Linked DNA regions of Mus musculus: all the other regions are linked to region 1. The links are chromatin contacts, called in public ChIA-PET and HiChIP or PLAC-seq maps. All regions are on one chromosome and are shown on one strand. Each heading gives the region's core, a stretch centred on a gene start, on an enhancer-like site or on the middle of the called end of the contact. The rest is flanking DNA. Distances are from core to core; before and after follow the strand shown.

Region 1 (4,584 bases), core at 1,478-3,977:
CATAGTTAGAACAAGACAAAAAGTTATATTTTTTGTATTTTTTAAGTTAACTTTTAAGATAGTCATTCATAAATGTAGCATTTTGTTAACGTCGCTCTTAAATACATGCAGTTAAGCCTTGCTGAGAGAGGAGGGTGACGGAATGTCCTGCACTTTGGGTTTCTCCCTTCAGAAGAAGGAAGACTGGATGCATCAGCAGCCTCGGCACTGTCGGGATAGAGGGTTTGGAAGCAGCTGCTCCATTAGCTTGCTCTTCCTCTTTATGTTGCCATTCCCAGCCTTCCCTGCTCCTTACCCAGGCTCGCCCTGACTTTATCAAGCAGTGCGGCCATGTGGTGTAGGACGGGCTCCTTTGTGTATTTTTTCAGGCGTTTCTGTGGTCACTGAGTTTGGTCAGTTGTGGAGCAGGGAGAGTAAGGTATATAAAATCACAGTGACATCTGTCCGAAGGATCATGGTTTTTGCTTTCTTCTGCTTTGTTATAAGGGATGGTTATGAGAGGACTCTACTGGCCTGTCTAACAGCGCATGTGTAAACAGTAGGTTTGGGGTTGAGGCATGACTTCAGATCTGCCAAAGAGAACATAGTGTCACTTTTGTTCTTTCTGAACTCATTAAATAAAATGTAGAGTAACAGGGTTTCTACAGAAATGTTTAATACAATGTTTACAATGTTTATGATTTTAATAAACTAATAATAATAGAAAAGAGTAGATATTTTAAAACTTTGGACCAGTACATATTCTATCTAAACTCACTGCATTATATTCTGAATCAGGCATCGTCAACCTTTTTGATCACAAAATAGGGAGAATTTTAGGTCTAGTTCTTGCGTGGGGCCATCCATAACACCTAGTCTCTTTACTTTATAATCAGCCAATGAGGGTAGCGCTTAGGGGAAGAATGGCTGTGTGCTGTGTGCCGGGCACCATTACCAAGAATGGAGGGCAGCAGAGCCAGGCTGGGGACAGATAAAGGAGGACAGGAAGAGCATGAGAGCAGCGGAAAGGAGGTGGCCAGGCTCCTAGCAGTCACCCAGGCGCTCAGCAGAAGAGCGGCCACTCAGGGTATGAGAGGAGCCTGTCTTACCCTTCCCTACAGAGAAGCTGTGGGAGGAGCTGAGCCATCTGAGAGCCAGTGTACAGGTGTGCCCAGCGCAGCATGTGCTCTGCAGGGGAGTGTTGGCTGACGTGCTAAGCTCTTCCAAATTGACTTATAAAAGTACAGTATTTTATTTTCATTTAACTGTAGGTTCTTTTATTTTCTATGGCTAAACATGATCATTGTCACATGGTAAGCCATAAGAAGTGCACTGACCCTATTCATGTGTCTTTGAGCTGTTTTCTTATGTCAGAACTTTAGGAGAGAACAATGCAAGTGAATAGCAACGTAATAAATGATGCATTTTTTTTTTACTTTGTTTTGGCACTGGACTGTGTAAATTGAAATTTTTTAATTGAATGTATAATAAAAACATCTGTGCTTTTTGGGGTCTGTATGTTCTTTATAATTTAAGTAGATGAAAATTATTTAATCAGTATATAGATAGGTTTCTAAATATATAAATACAACTTGCTCAGTCTGTATGTTTGTTTTTGCATGTGTGTTATATGCACATGTTTGTGTGGCTGTACATATAATCATGTAAATGTTCATGTTTCAGAGGCCAGAGATCAACATCAGGTTTCTTCCTCACTATCTTATTAGTTTTTAACTTTTAAAAATATGGCTTATTCATACATAGGTGCTTGGTGCTAGCAGAGGTCAGAAGAGCCATCGGTTCCCCTGGAACTAGAGTTAAAGAACAAATGGTTGTGAGCTGCCGTGTGAGTGCAGGAAATTGAACCCAGGTGCTCTGCAGGTTCTACAGCACAACAAGAGCTCTTAACCACTGAGCTATTTCTCCAGCCCCTGGTCACTCACGGAAGACGTGAGCTGCCCAGCCCACAGGGTATGCACTACCATACCCAACTAATTGCTATTATGTTTAAGGTCACTCTGGCTGCTGTATGGGTGGAAGATTACAGGGTGATCAGGAAGGGGTCAGTTCTGACTTCTCAGATGGCAGATGATGGAAACGTTAAGAAGTGGTCTGACTCCAAGTTAGGCTTGTAATTGTGCTCCATGCCTTGTCTGGAGTGAGGACATTTATCTCACGAGAAACAAAGATGATTTTTCGTCGCCACCAACCCTGTTAGTTTCATCAGTTTTGTCAAGGGATAAAAAAGGGTAAATGTCAGTGGACTTGGAACAGACTCCAGCCCTACAGGTCAAAGCGTCCTTCAGATGCCTCCCTCTTCTCCCTTACCCTTGGTACACTTTCCTCGCACAGCACTCTGATTCTCCCCTCAGTGCGTCTACTCTTTCGCCATTCCCAGGGTGAGACCAGGCTGTTCCTGGGAAAATGCTGTTTCCTAGCCCTGAAGACAGGGAATTACAAACACTGGTTTTCTGGAATCCTCGCTCCTTACAGGAACAAGTTTTTGTGTCAGATCAATTATGTTTGAGCCGCAAAACTAAACAAGGTCCCGAATATACCCAGGAAAAAAAAAAAGCCCTAGTTGCATTTGGCGCGAAGGGAGCTGACAAAGTAGCGACACCACACCAAACAAGTGCAAAAACACAGCAGCTCGTAATTTTCCCCATTCAGCAGCATGGGCCGCGGGACTCACGGGAATTGCTCGGTCAAGGCTCCGCCTACCATCTGGACAGCCAATCGAATCCTAGCAGCGCTCTGTCTGTAGCTGCTGGGACGCTGCAATTTGGGCGCGCTGAAGCGGAAGCTCGTGAGCCGCTGGTAAGGTGAGCTCTGGCCGGGAGGGGCGCGGGGCTGAGCGCACGACCCTGAGACGGGAGGCCAAGGCCGATAGGGGCCGCGTGCCCGCCATCCTTTCGGGACCCCGGAGCGCCCTGGCCGCCAGCTTCTCTTTGCGGAGCCCTTCGCAGGCCGGACCGGGGGGGGGGGGGGCCTCCTCTCAGGAAGCGGCATTCCCGAGTAAAGATGGTAAAGAAATTAAATCTCCATCTCGTTTAAAAGTGCTGATGGTTTCCGGCCTTACCTAGATGAGGCTGGTAGGTGTATCGTGCACTGACTGGGGGACTGAGCCCCCCACCCCCACCCCTACCCCCGGTTTGACAGTGTCATATCCAGAATGATGACTTTGAACTCTGGAGGTTGAGAGTTTGCGCCAGGTGTGTCTTTTATAATCTCTCCTAGCTGTACTTTATTCTTTGAAAACTGAAAGAAAGAGTGTTGGAAGACCCTGTGAGGGTTGAATTTTAAGTCGCTTGCTTATCTGAAGAACTCAGAGATAAGGCTGAGTTTAGGTCCTACTAAAAACAGAAATTAAAAGGCCAGCGGTGGTGGCGCACACCTTTAGTCTTTAGCACTTGGGAGGCAGAGGCAGGCAGATCTCTGAGTTAAGGCCAAGCTGATCTACAGAGTGAGTTCCAGGACAGCCAGGGCTATACAGAGAAACCCATTATGTGCAGTTTTGGATCCAGATATTTTTCTATTTAACATTACATAATTCCAGTTTTGCATCTTACAGCTGTTATGGGTTTGGGGTATACTAGCTAACCTCTTGGTGTATCAGTGTCCTCATTTGTACAAGTGGGGATAAAGAGCATGCTTGCTCGGTAGGATAGCTATAGCTATGTAAGGCCACAGAATGTTCAACCTAAGATTTTATAAATATTAGCACTCACAATGCACAAAGCAAACACTATAGCACTGGAAAGTTCCCCCCATAATTAATGAAGTTTCTATATTACTTCCAAGAATTTCTTAAATTGTTCTTACTGAATAATTTGAGTTCTTACTGAACTAGAGTTCATTTTTATTGTAATAGGTTGTATTAATAAATATTCAGATCCCTTTCTTCCATTCTGCATTGCAGAGTAGCACATATTGAAGCCACGTGGTAGACAAAGTATTGTCAAGGGCCTTCTTGATGGCTAGAAAACTGAGAAATATGTGTGGCTAACTATACTTGAACTTTTAGAACTAAGGAACAAATTTTGCTGAAACTTAGTACTCAGAGACAAGTATTGTTGCTATTTTGATGTATATAAATTATATACATCTGTATAGCTATTATGTTTTACTTCATAGGTTTTGTTATAAATCAAGGTTGAGGCAGAAGAGTTGCTGAGAGTGTGAGGTCAGCCTAGGCCACAGAGTGTGTTTCGTGCCTCCCTGGGCTACAAAGTGAAATCCTTCCTCAGAAACAAAATTCACACACAAATCCTGAAAAACGGAATAAAAGGAAAGAACTGTTGTTGGCCTGCATTGTAGAAAAATGGGCAGAGTTGAGGATATCCATGAGAGAAGGGTGGCAACCGGGAGTGAACATCAGCAGACTGCTGTCTCCGCGGTGCATGGACGGTGCTTGGAAGGTGCTTGGAAGGTGTAGGGGGTCTCAGAGCAAGGCTGGGGTATGGCAGAGGAGCCTGAGCCCTTCCATGCCTCCTTCAGGGCTGTAGCAACTGTGGCCAAATGCAGCTTTGGTGATGAACTGTTAGGAGAGCTGTGCAGGTGAGGCATAAGTAATCCTGTCTTCCTTTCTTCACTATTCAGTGATTC
Region 2 (4,494 bases), core at 1,644-4,143, 39 kb after region 1:
AAGTTAAATTCTCTGGAGACCTTAAGGATGGGTCTTAGTTTGATCCCCACACTGGCACTCTTAAGAGGTGATAGAATTTTTTGTTTTGTTCTAGGGTTTCTATGTAGTCCTAGCAGTCCTGAAACTCACTATGTGGACCAGGCTGGCCTTGAACTTACAGAGGTCTGTCCATCTGCTTCTGTTATGAGCCAGCATGCCTGGCTGAGTCACGAATTCACCAAGGTGTGACTGTGGATAGTGGACCATATGCCCTCCTTGTTCTTTCATAGTCTAGCCATGACACGAATGATCAGACCCTGCTTTGTGCTTCTGTAAAGTACTACAAGACCAAAGCAATGGTGCCAACGCACTGCAGACTGAAACCTCTAAAGGTGAGTCAATGGATTGGCTTTTCTTTGAGGTGAGAGCCTCTGCTGTTTGTTGTACACACACTAACACTGCGACTGAGGCATTCTCTGACATACCCAAGACCACACAGCTTAGGGTCCTCAATAATCATGCATTTCACTGCACAGCCAGCAAAACGTGTAAGCAAGAATGGAGTTTGTAGAGCTCAATGGGTCTGAACCGGGGTTCTAGGTCTGCACACTTAGTCTGCTTCACTCTCAGGAGAGGGGTCTGGCAGCGTGATTATGTCTCCAGCGTTCCTGCTGAGAATGGGCATCCTAAGGCAGAACACCACTTCAAAGCATACACACCTTCTGACACTTGTAAGGTAGCCACAATACTTTGTACAAAGTCCTATTTTAAGTCCGGTTGCTACTGGGTAAGTACTCCGAATGCCCATCAGGACTGTAAAGCACGCAGCTGCTAGGGCAGCATGGGAAAGCTTGCATCTGCACGTTTTCATCACCAGTAAGGTGAGATAGAGGCCAAGGCATTAGCTTGCTGTGTGACCTGTCCCATCCTCTGCTGGGACAGTCTCTTCTTCCAAGCCACGGTGATGTCTGTTTTAAACTGTGACTGCATCTCTCTGCTTTAGGGTGGGGACCACACTGAGGGATCATGAGCTGTAGACATCAGCTCTCCCTTCCTACACATTGGGAACCTAAGGAGCATGAGTGATGTTACCTCTGTGTCAGCCTCCTTCCTAGAAAACTTCGTCAGCAGACTCCACATACTCTGCTTCAGCTTCTTCATGTCCATCTTTTTGGCAGTCTTGGCGTAATGAATTTCTATTTTATTCACCTGGAATAGGTGTAACAAAGCAAAATTAACCAGAAGAAAAACATTCACTATCAATTTCCTGTAAAATAGAAGTCTCGAATGAAAAAGTTGGAAATCAAGGAGAAATCCCAGCCGGGCACAGTGGCACACACCTTTGATGCCAGCCCTCTGAGACAGAGGCAACTGAATCTCAGTGAGTTAGACACCAACCTGGTCTACAGAGTGAGTTCCAGGACAGCCAGGGCTATAAAGTGAAACCCTGTCTCGAAAACAAAAGCAAAAAAGAAAGCCAGTCTCAACCTCATATACAGAGTTCCCTGCAAAAAGATCTCACTTCTTTCTGTTTTTACCTTTCGGATTTTGCTGTTTTGCTTTTGAATCTCGTGTAGCCGAGTCTTGCCTGGGCTTACTGTTAGATCCTGAACTTGTCAACCTCTTGCCTCCAAGCAAGTGCTGGCATTACAAGTATGAACCACCACGCCCAATTTTAATGAGCCAGTGCATGGGACTGAATCTAGGTAAACACTCTACCAATCCTAACTCCTTTTAATCAGAGGAAATTTAGATTAAGACCAAGAATTGCAGTGTAAGAGATGAGTATATGAAACAGATAGCACCCAGCCTGGCTCTTGGGATAAGGCATCAGGTATTTAACACATGACAGGAACTGAAAATGGCCAAGGTATTCAAAGCCCCACAGCAATGCTCTCGCTGCAGCCTTCCTACATGTGTTTTATTGGTGTGGCCAATCCACTCCTACTTATGACTTGGGTTTGACTCTCAACACTACAGCAGTAAATAAAAGTTAATAAGATAAAATAAGGTCTTTGGAAAAATATCACTACCATATAACCTAAGTAGCCAATGTCAATAACTGGGAAGCAGTTTAGACAGCACAACCCTGTGTGAAAACTCAGATAGCAGGTTAAGATGGAACCGGAAAACAAGTGGAGCGCAGGCTGATGGGACTCACATCTGAGAGGAGTTAAACAGACAGCCAGGAATCCACACAATTCCTTGTTGTCTCTTCCTTACCTTTTGAGGCTCAGCCACCAAGTTCAACTCTTGGTAAGTTGTGATATCTACTCCTTGGTTTTCAGGAGAAATGTGACCATTCTCTTGTGTTGTCTTTGGATCAGACTCAAGGTCAAGGGTCCCGACTGGATCCGCAAATAAATCGTCTGCCTCTTCATAATCACTGTCAGCAGCCTGGGCAAGGAAACAACCCTTCAAGTTTGGTAGATGCTATCAATGGGAGAGACTCCACGTACACAAAGCAAGCAGAGTCCCACCAACGTGGCCTGCTCGCTCACTTCTTCCTGCTTCACATAAGCCCTACTACAGAGAGAGGGGTCTCTTATCAGCCTGAGACCTCGGAAGCATGAGTTTAAAGAGTGCAATGACCACAGAGACCAGCATCCCCTTTGCTTAGTAACTAGATAAATATTTCATCTTACAGAAAACATTCCCAAAACGCTGGAGCACAGCCTGCATCCCTTGCCTAACAAGAGCACAGAACAGGGGCTGGGCATGTAGCTAAGTACAGAGTACACACACATTTCATGTGAGTTACTAGGTTCCATCCTTACCACCCAAAAACAGTACAGGAAATCCCAGGTGCTATCTAATTTTGTAGCAGGAGCAACGCCCTTTTATATTTTGGATGGATACAGACTCTCAAGAATGCCAAGGTGACCTTAAACTTGCCTTGTAGCAAAGGGTGACTTTCGATTCACCTTCCTCCACCTCAAGACTGGAAGGTGTGTCCCACCACACCCAGTGTGATGGTTACAATAAAAATGCCCCACACATAGACTCAAAGGGACTATTAGAAGACCAATGTGCTTAACAGAATTAGGTGAGTTAGGGGACCGAGCCTCAGCTGTGTCAGACTGAAGTTATTTATTTGAGATACAACCTTCGAGATGGGAAGTGGTGGCTAAAGGAAGCCAAAAAAAAAAAAAAAAAAAAAAAAGACTGTAACTCAGATTCCTACCTCAACTACACCAAGGCAAGTAAGAGAATTCTTGGGCACCGTTGGCTTCTGCAGGCTCTGGATACCTGGGTTTGCGACCTTAGCTGCCCCTTGTACCCCCTAGCCAAGGAAGGGGAGGTGTTTGTGTAGAACCCAGATCACCAGAAAGCCTTTAAAGAAATTTAAAAAGCCCTACTGATGGCCCCAGCCTTGGCCTTGCCTGACCTAACCAAGCCTTTCACTCTTTATTGAGAGAGCAGGGGTTGCCATAGGAGTCTACCCAGACTTTGGGACCTTGAAAAAGGCCAGTGGCTTACCTATCCAAGAAGTTAGACCCTGTTGCCAGCAGGTGGCCTTCTTGCTTGAAAGCTATTGCTGCAGTAGCATTACTTGTCAAGGATGCTGATAAGCTCACTCTGGGACAGCAAATAACTGTAGTGGCACCCCACACTCTTGAAAGTATTATCCAACAGCCTCCTGACCAATGGATGACCAACGCTCATATGACACATTATCAGAGCCCTTTGTTGACTGAACGAGTGACCTTTGCTCCCCCTGCTGTCCTGAATCCCACTACCCTACTGCCCGAGACTGATGACTCTTCACCTGCTCATCACTGCACTGACATTCTGGCAGAAGAAACTGGTACTCGAAATGATCTGAAGGATCAGCCTTGGCCTGGGAGTCCGAGTTGGTACACGGATGGCAGTAACTTTGTGGTTGAAGGTAAGCGGAAGGTAGGGGCATCAGTGGTGGACAGAAAGCAAGTGATCTGGGCCAGCAGCCTCCCTGAAGGAACTTCGGCCCAGAAAGCCGAACTTGTGGCTTTGATATAAGCTCTACAAATGGCAAAGGGGAAGTCTATCAACATTTACACTGACAGCAGATATGCTTTTGCCACTGCACGGAGCAATATACAGACAAAGAGGGCTGTTGACACCTGCAGAGAAAGACCTAAGATGCTGTGGCTAAAGGGAATCAGATGGCAGATCTAACCGCCAAACAGGCGGCCCAAGGAGTAATGATCCTGGCAGTCAAGAAGCCTAAAGATTATGATGTCAGAGACCAGCTTTAGATATACCCCTGAGGACTATCAAGTTATGGACAAATTAGGGATGGTAAAGGAAACCTCATATGGGGTAATAGAAACAGAAGAAAGAAAATGAGTTCTCCCATGGGAAGAAGGACACAAGTATGTTACCAACTTACATTACTTGACCCACTTGGGGTCAAGAAATTAAAAGGTGTGGTTAGGTCCTCTGACTACTATGTTACAGGACTCTCTGACTTGGCAGGAGAAATAGTCAAAGCTGCAAGGCCTGTGCTATGACTAATGCAGGACACTCCATGTA
Region 3 (4,571 bases), core at 1,627-4,126, 62 kb before region 1:
TTCTGTTTCTTTCTTAAGCTGCTTGGGGAAAAGCAAAAACAATTGTAGATTAAATCTCTTTACAGGTAGTTCAACTGGACTGTCTAAATACGCAGCGTGGAACAGAACATCGTTTCGTCTCACAGACCGTGGTTTAAACTACTTAGACAATATAAGCTGAGACACGGAAGACTTATAGCTAAATAGAGATTTTCACCACAAAGAATCTGCTGTAGAGGGATTTATCCAGTGAACACAGAACTCTTCCAGCGAATGCCAGGCTGATTCGGGTTGCACGGGGGAGTGGGGAACACTGTGGACACAGCCTCCAGGTTAGGAGTCAAAGCAGAGAAAACAAAATACAGGCAAAGTTCTGTGTGACGTGTGACTTGCTCACAGCGGGAGAGGAGATGAACAGCGTGTCTCACCCTGGGGCAGGCAAATGGAACCACTTCTTTCAGCTCTCCCTTTCTTCTCTGTACACGATTTATTTATTTTATTTTTATGTTTTTATGTGTGTGCCTATGTGTATGCATGTTCACCCCAGGTGTGCAGATGTCTTCAGAGACAGAAGAGGTTGTTGAATCCCCTAAAACTGAAGTTACAGGTGGTGTGAGTTGCCTTTGCTGAGAATTGAACCCCGGTCCTCTGCCACAGCTGCACCTGCTCCTAACTCTGAGCCATCTAATGCCTAAAAGCCATTTCTTTTGGCTGCAGCCGCTGCCTCTCCCCTGGAGAGCCCAATTTGGCTCTCCCCAATACACTTTCAGATTTCAGAGCAAGCTGATATTCCTCCAAGTAAATTTCCTCCTCTCAAGAAAGAAAAGTAAAACAAAAGGGACTTTGAGATTTCTGTTTTGTTGTTGTTGTTTTGGTTTTTTTTTCTTTGTTGTTAAAGAACCTGGACCTGAAATTCAATGTACATGAGTTATAGAGCCAAGAGCTGGGAAGTCTGAGTTAGGGCCAATGGCCGTTCCGCTGGCGCCCACTTGTGTATAACAATGGAACTTTTTGTAGTGGTTTTTGTTTTGTTTTGGGACAAAATCTCCAGACAGCCTTGGGCGGCTCTTAACTGACTATGTAGACCTAGATGCCCTCGAACTCACAGAGATCCACCTGCTTCTGCCTCCCAGCACTGTGATTAAAGGCCTGTTTGTGCCACTATGCCTGGCTGAAGTCCTAGGCCGAATTATTTATTTATTTATTTTTGGCTTTTGACGTTTGGAGACAGCGTTTCTCTGTATAGCCCTGGCTGGCTTAGAACTCAGAGATCCACCTGCTTCTGCCTTTTGAGTGCTGGGATTAAAGTGTATGCCACCTCATACAGCTCTAAATTGAATTCTTTTAAGCTGTCTAGACCCCGCTTCCGCAGTACCAAGGAATCACCTTGCCTATTGGCTCCCTCTCAGGTCACTGACCACCTCCTTGTGGTTTCTAAAGCTGTTCTATGGCCACGACCTACAGGTTTGGCATTTTTGAGCCTTTTAAGCTGTTGCATAATTTTCTAGCCAATTCAGTATGCTAATGAAAGCTGTGTAAGAAGTTTTAGTGCGGGGGTGGGTGGATATGGGGGACTTTTGGTATAGCATTGGAAATGTAAATGAGCTAAATACCTAATAAAAAATAGAAAAAAAAATAAATAAAAAAAAGAAGTTTTAGTGCTGCTTGAAAAGCAGGAACAACAGAGTTTTGCTTTTTATATAGCCTACCATGTCTCTGTTTCAAATGTGTAATTTTTCTTCCTTTAAACTTTGGTCCAAACAATGACCCTGTTTTACTGGCACCACAGCACAATTTGAAAAAGCTCTATTGGATAAGACGGACTAAGGGGGATAGTGAACATCACCCAGGCCAGGGGAAGGAAAGTTTCACTTTACTTTTTGGCAGTGTAGCCGCGTTCCTTTCACCCGAGTCAGAAATGTATCAGCTTTCCCCAGCATATTTTTTAGGTGGAAGAAAAAAATTGGGGGATGGGGAAAGTTAAGACAGGGTTTCATATAACTCAGGTTTGTTTTGAACTTGATATGGAGCCGGTGATGCCCTTGAATTTTCTTGCTCCTCCTTCCAGTCTCAAGGGCTGGGATTTCAGGCAACAACCACTACATGGCTGGAAAGTAAGTTTTCTAATTTAAACTAGTGAAAGGGCCTAAAGTTAAAAAAACACACACACACATACACACACACACAGTAAACAAAACTTTACGTAGGCATAAAATATTAAATTCTAAAGAAAATCTGTTTTAAATAATTTAAATATTGAGATTTTTCAATAAATTAAACTTTTTTAAAAAAAGATTTATTTATTATTATAAATAAGTACCCTGTTGCTGTCTTCAGACACGCAACAGAAGAGGGCGTCAGATCTCATTATGGATGGTTGTGAGCCACCGTGTGGTTGCTGGAATTTGAACTCAGGACCTTTGGAAGAGCAGACAGTGCTCTTACCCACTGAGCCATCTCACCAGCCCTAAACTTTATCTTTGCATAACTATTCTGTCAGGCAAACTTTTTCTTTTGTTGAGGTGTAGGTACAAGAACAACTTCAAGATTTAAGAAAAAAATTTCACTTATCACAGACAAAGTTTCAGAGATAAGAGCTCCTACAGGTGTTAAGAACACTATAAAGATGGTAGGTCAGGTTTGTAATCCCAGCACTTGGAGGCTGGGACAGGGGAATGGCACGAATTCATTAACCTTGGGAAGTTCGAGAAAATACAAGATCATGCACACACATTTCACCGCTAATAGAATGATCATGAACTTCATGTCTCCAGAGAACTCCTCTCTCCTCCTAGACTCGTGCGCCCCCAGGCGGTGTTTCCCGGAACTTCATCCTGCTCGTCCTGCTCCGGCGCGAATAAAGATTTCTTATTCAAAACGCCGGAAGTGACTACGGAGGCCGGGAGAGTCAGCGCGAAGTAGCCTCGTAGGGAGGCAGCGATGAGCGACATGGTGGAGAGGACGCTGACCGCACTGCCGGGGCTCTTCCTGCAGAACCAGCTGGGAGGACCTGCGGCCTCCAGAGCACCCTTCTTCTCCAGGCTGGGCGGCCTCATCCGTGGCGTCACTGCACTCTCATCCAAGCACGTATGCGGCGGGGTTGGCTGGGCGGGATGGGGTGGGGCGGCGGGGCCGGAGACATCGGTCCGCTGGATGGACGCAGCCGGGCGTCCGCCTCAAGTTGCCTGTACCGACCGACCTCAGGAGGCCGGCTTTCTGATTTGGAGGCCCGAAGACCCTCCGTGTGTTTTCTCATGGGGTGCTTTGAGGATTACATGAGCTGTCAATCGAGTGAAAAAAGCCAGTATGACCTAAAGCCTGAGCTATAGGCTCCTACCAAGTTTCTCCTCCCTGTTGAGATTTTTGTTTTGTTTTGATTTTTCGAGACAGGATTTCTCTGTGTAGCCCGGGCTGTCCTGGAACTCACTCTGTAGACCAGGCTGGCCTCGAACTCAGAAATCCGCCTGCCTCTGCCTTCCAAGTGCTGGGATTAAAGGCTTGTGCCACCACTGCCCGGCTCCCTCTTGAGTTTTAATTTTTCTATTTGGAAGCATCACGTACTCGGACAGACAACCCTCATTCCCACCCCTGACAGGGCTGTTAATCTTTGCAGAGCTTGAGGTTTAGTCTAGACCAACGGGTTGGGCAAAGACGCGCTTTGAAAACTAGTAGTTACTATAGAAGTTATTAAGTTCCCACGTACTTTGTATGGTACTGACTCAAAGCCTCAAGGAGTGTTTGTCTTAAAAACATAATATTGTGTCATACTTTCTTCAGCAAGTATTTATCAAGCACAACTATATGTTAAGTAATGAAAATAGCAAAACACTTTTCTGTCTATTTTCTGTCCATTTTAGACTTAACATAAATAAGTAACTACAGTGCAGTGTAAATGCCTGCAGCATGGAGAAGAGAAACAAGATGCCTTTAAAGGTTTAAAACGGGCTTGTGTTCTCACTGGAAGCTGGTGTGTGGCAGGGCTTGCTGAACATCCCTTAATCATTATTCGTGTACTTAACATCTCTTCGTGCTTTTCTGTTGCTAATTTGTATGAGAGGGCAAGTAAGTATTTTGTGTGTACATGTATGTACTGAGAGAATGTGTATGTGCTGGTATGTGAGGATGCACGGACCCACGGCACATGTATAGGCTTCCGAGAACAGCTTTGGGTCTTAGTCCTTACCTTCCACCTAGTAGGTGAGATCTCTCTTGACGCTTGTTTCTGTGTTGTATATTCAGGCAGGCTGGCTAGGGAGCTTCGAGTGTTCTGTCTCACCATAGGAGTGCAGGGATCACAGGTCCACCTCACCACACCCGGCTTTGTGCTTTTTACACATTGAGCCATCTGCCTCTGCCACCGCTCTGAAAAATTTAGAGAATATAGTTTTTTTGGCTTAGTTTGAAACTGCACAGACAGCCAGATGTGGTATTACTGCCAGATGTATTACTTCTAAGTTTTGTTTTGTTTTTAGATTTGTTTCAAAGTTGTGTGTGTGTGTGTGTTTATGGCATGTGTACATGAGTGCAGATGCTCTCAGAGTCCAGGAGAGTGTGTGTGATCCCTTGGAGCTAGACTTTTAGGCAATTGTGAG

The links. ChIA-PET counts read pairs in DNA pulled down with a chosen protein or histone mark. HiChIP or PLAC-seq counts read pairs in DNA pulled down with a chosen protein or histone mark.
Region 2: a contact with region 1 is called in an H3K27ac HiChIP or PLAC-seq map of embryonic stem cells, with 5 read pairs. The contact joins the enhancer-like site here to the promoter of Blvra in region 1. A contact is called at or near these places in 1 of 39 promoter capture datasets (macrophages), 1 of 15 datasets of contacts at CTCF or cohesin (CD8 T cells), 2 of 484 Hi-C or Micro-C datasets (both in bone marrow-derived macrophages), 5 of 115 datasets of contacts at active chromatin or transcription factors (the HPC-7 cell line, embryonic stem cells, intestinal villus epithelium and 1 more) and 3 of 9 other capture datasets (adipose tissue, liver and pancreatic islet).
Region 3: an RNA polymerase II ChIA-PET map of memory CD8 T cells shows a contact between it and region 1, with 166 read pairs. The contact joins the promoter of Ap4e1 here to the promoter of Blvra in region 1. A contact is called at or near these places in 2 of 39 promoter capture datasets (embryonic stem cells and macrophages), 4 of 484 Hi-C or Micro-C datasets (B cells, cumulus cells, embryonic stem cells and 1 more), 4 of 115 datasets of contacts at active chromatin or transcription factors (the HPC-7 cell line, effector CD8 T cells, embryonic stem cells and 1 more) and 4 of 9 other capture datasets (adipose tissue, liver, macrophages and 1 more).

What each region holds. Positions count from the first base shown.
Region 1 is chr2:127,067,930-127,072,513 of GRCm38.p6, forward strand. Blvra (biliverdin reductase A) reads left to right here and starts at 2,728. Exons shown (of 8, transcript NM_026678.4): 1 at 2,728-2,801. Ap4e1 (adaptor-related protein complex AP-4, epsilon 1) reads left to right here. Exons shown (of 21, transcript NM_175550.3): 21 at 1-1,885.
Region 2 is chr2:127,106,283-127,110,776 of GRCm38.p6, forward strand. Ncaph (non-SMC condensin I complex, subunit H) reads right to left here. Exons shown (of 18, transcript NM_144818.3): 14 at 2,203-2,376; 15 at 1,072-1,188. Among named protein-coding and RNA genes, the nearest start is that of Gm39922, 9.9 kb to the left of the region's middle. Within about 2 kb of position 2,894, at least 7 of the 459 cell types and tissues checked have an H3K27ac peak or open chromatin away from gene starts, as enhancers often do. A contact at or near this core is called in embryonic stem cells, where this site is marked.
Region 3 is chr2:127,005,835-127,010,405 of GRCm38.p6, forward strand. Ap4e1 (adaptor-related protein complex AP-4, epsilon 1) reads left to right here and starts at 2,877. Exons shown (of 21, transcript NM_175550.3): 1 at 2,877-3,066. The coding sequence starts at 2,920.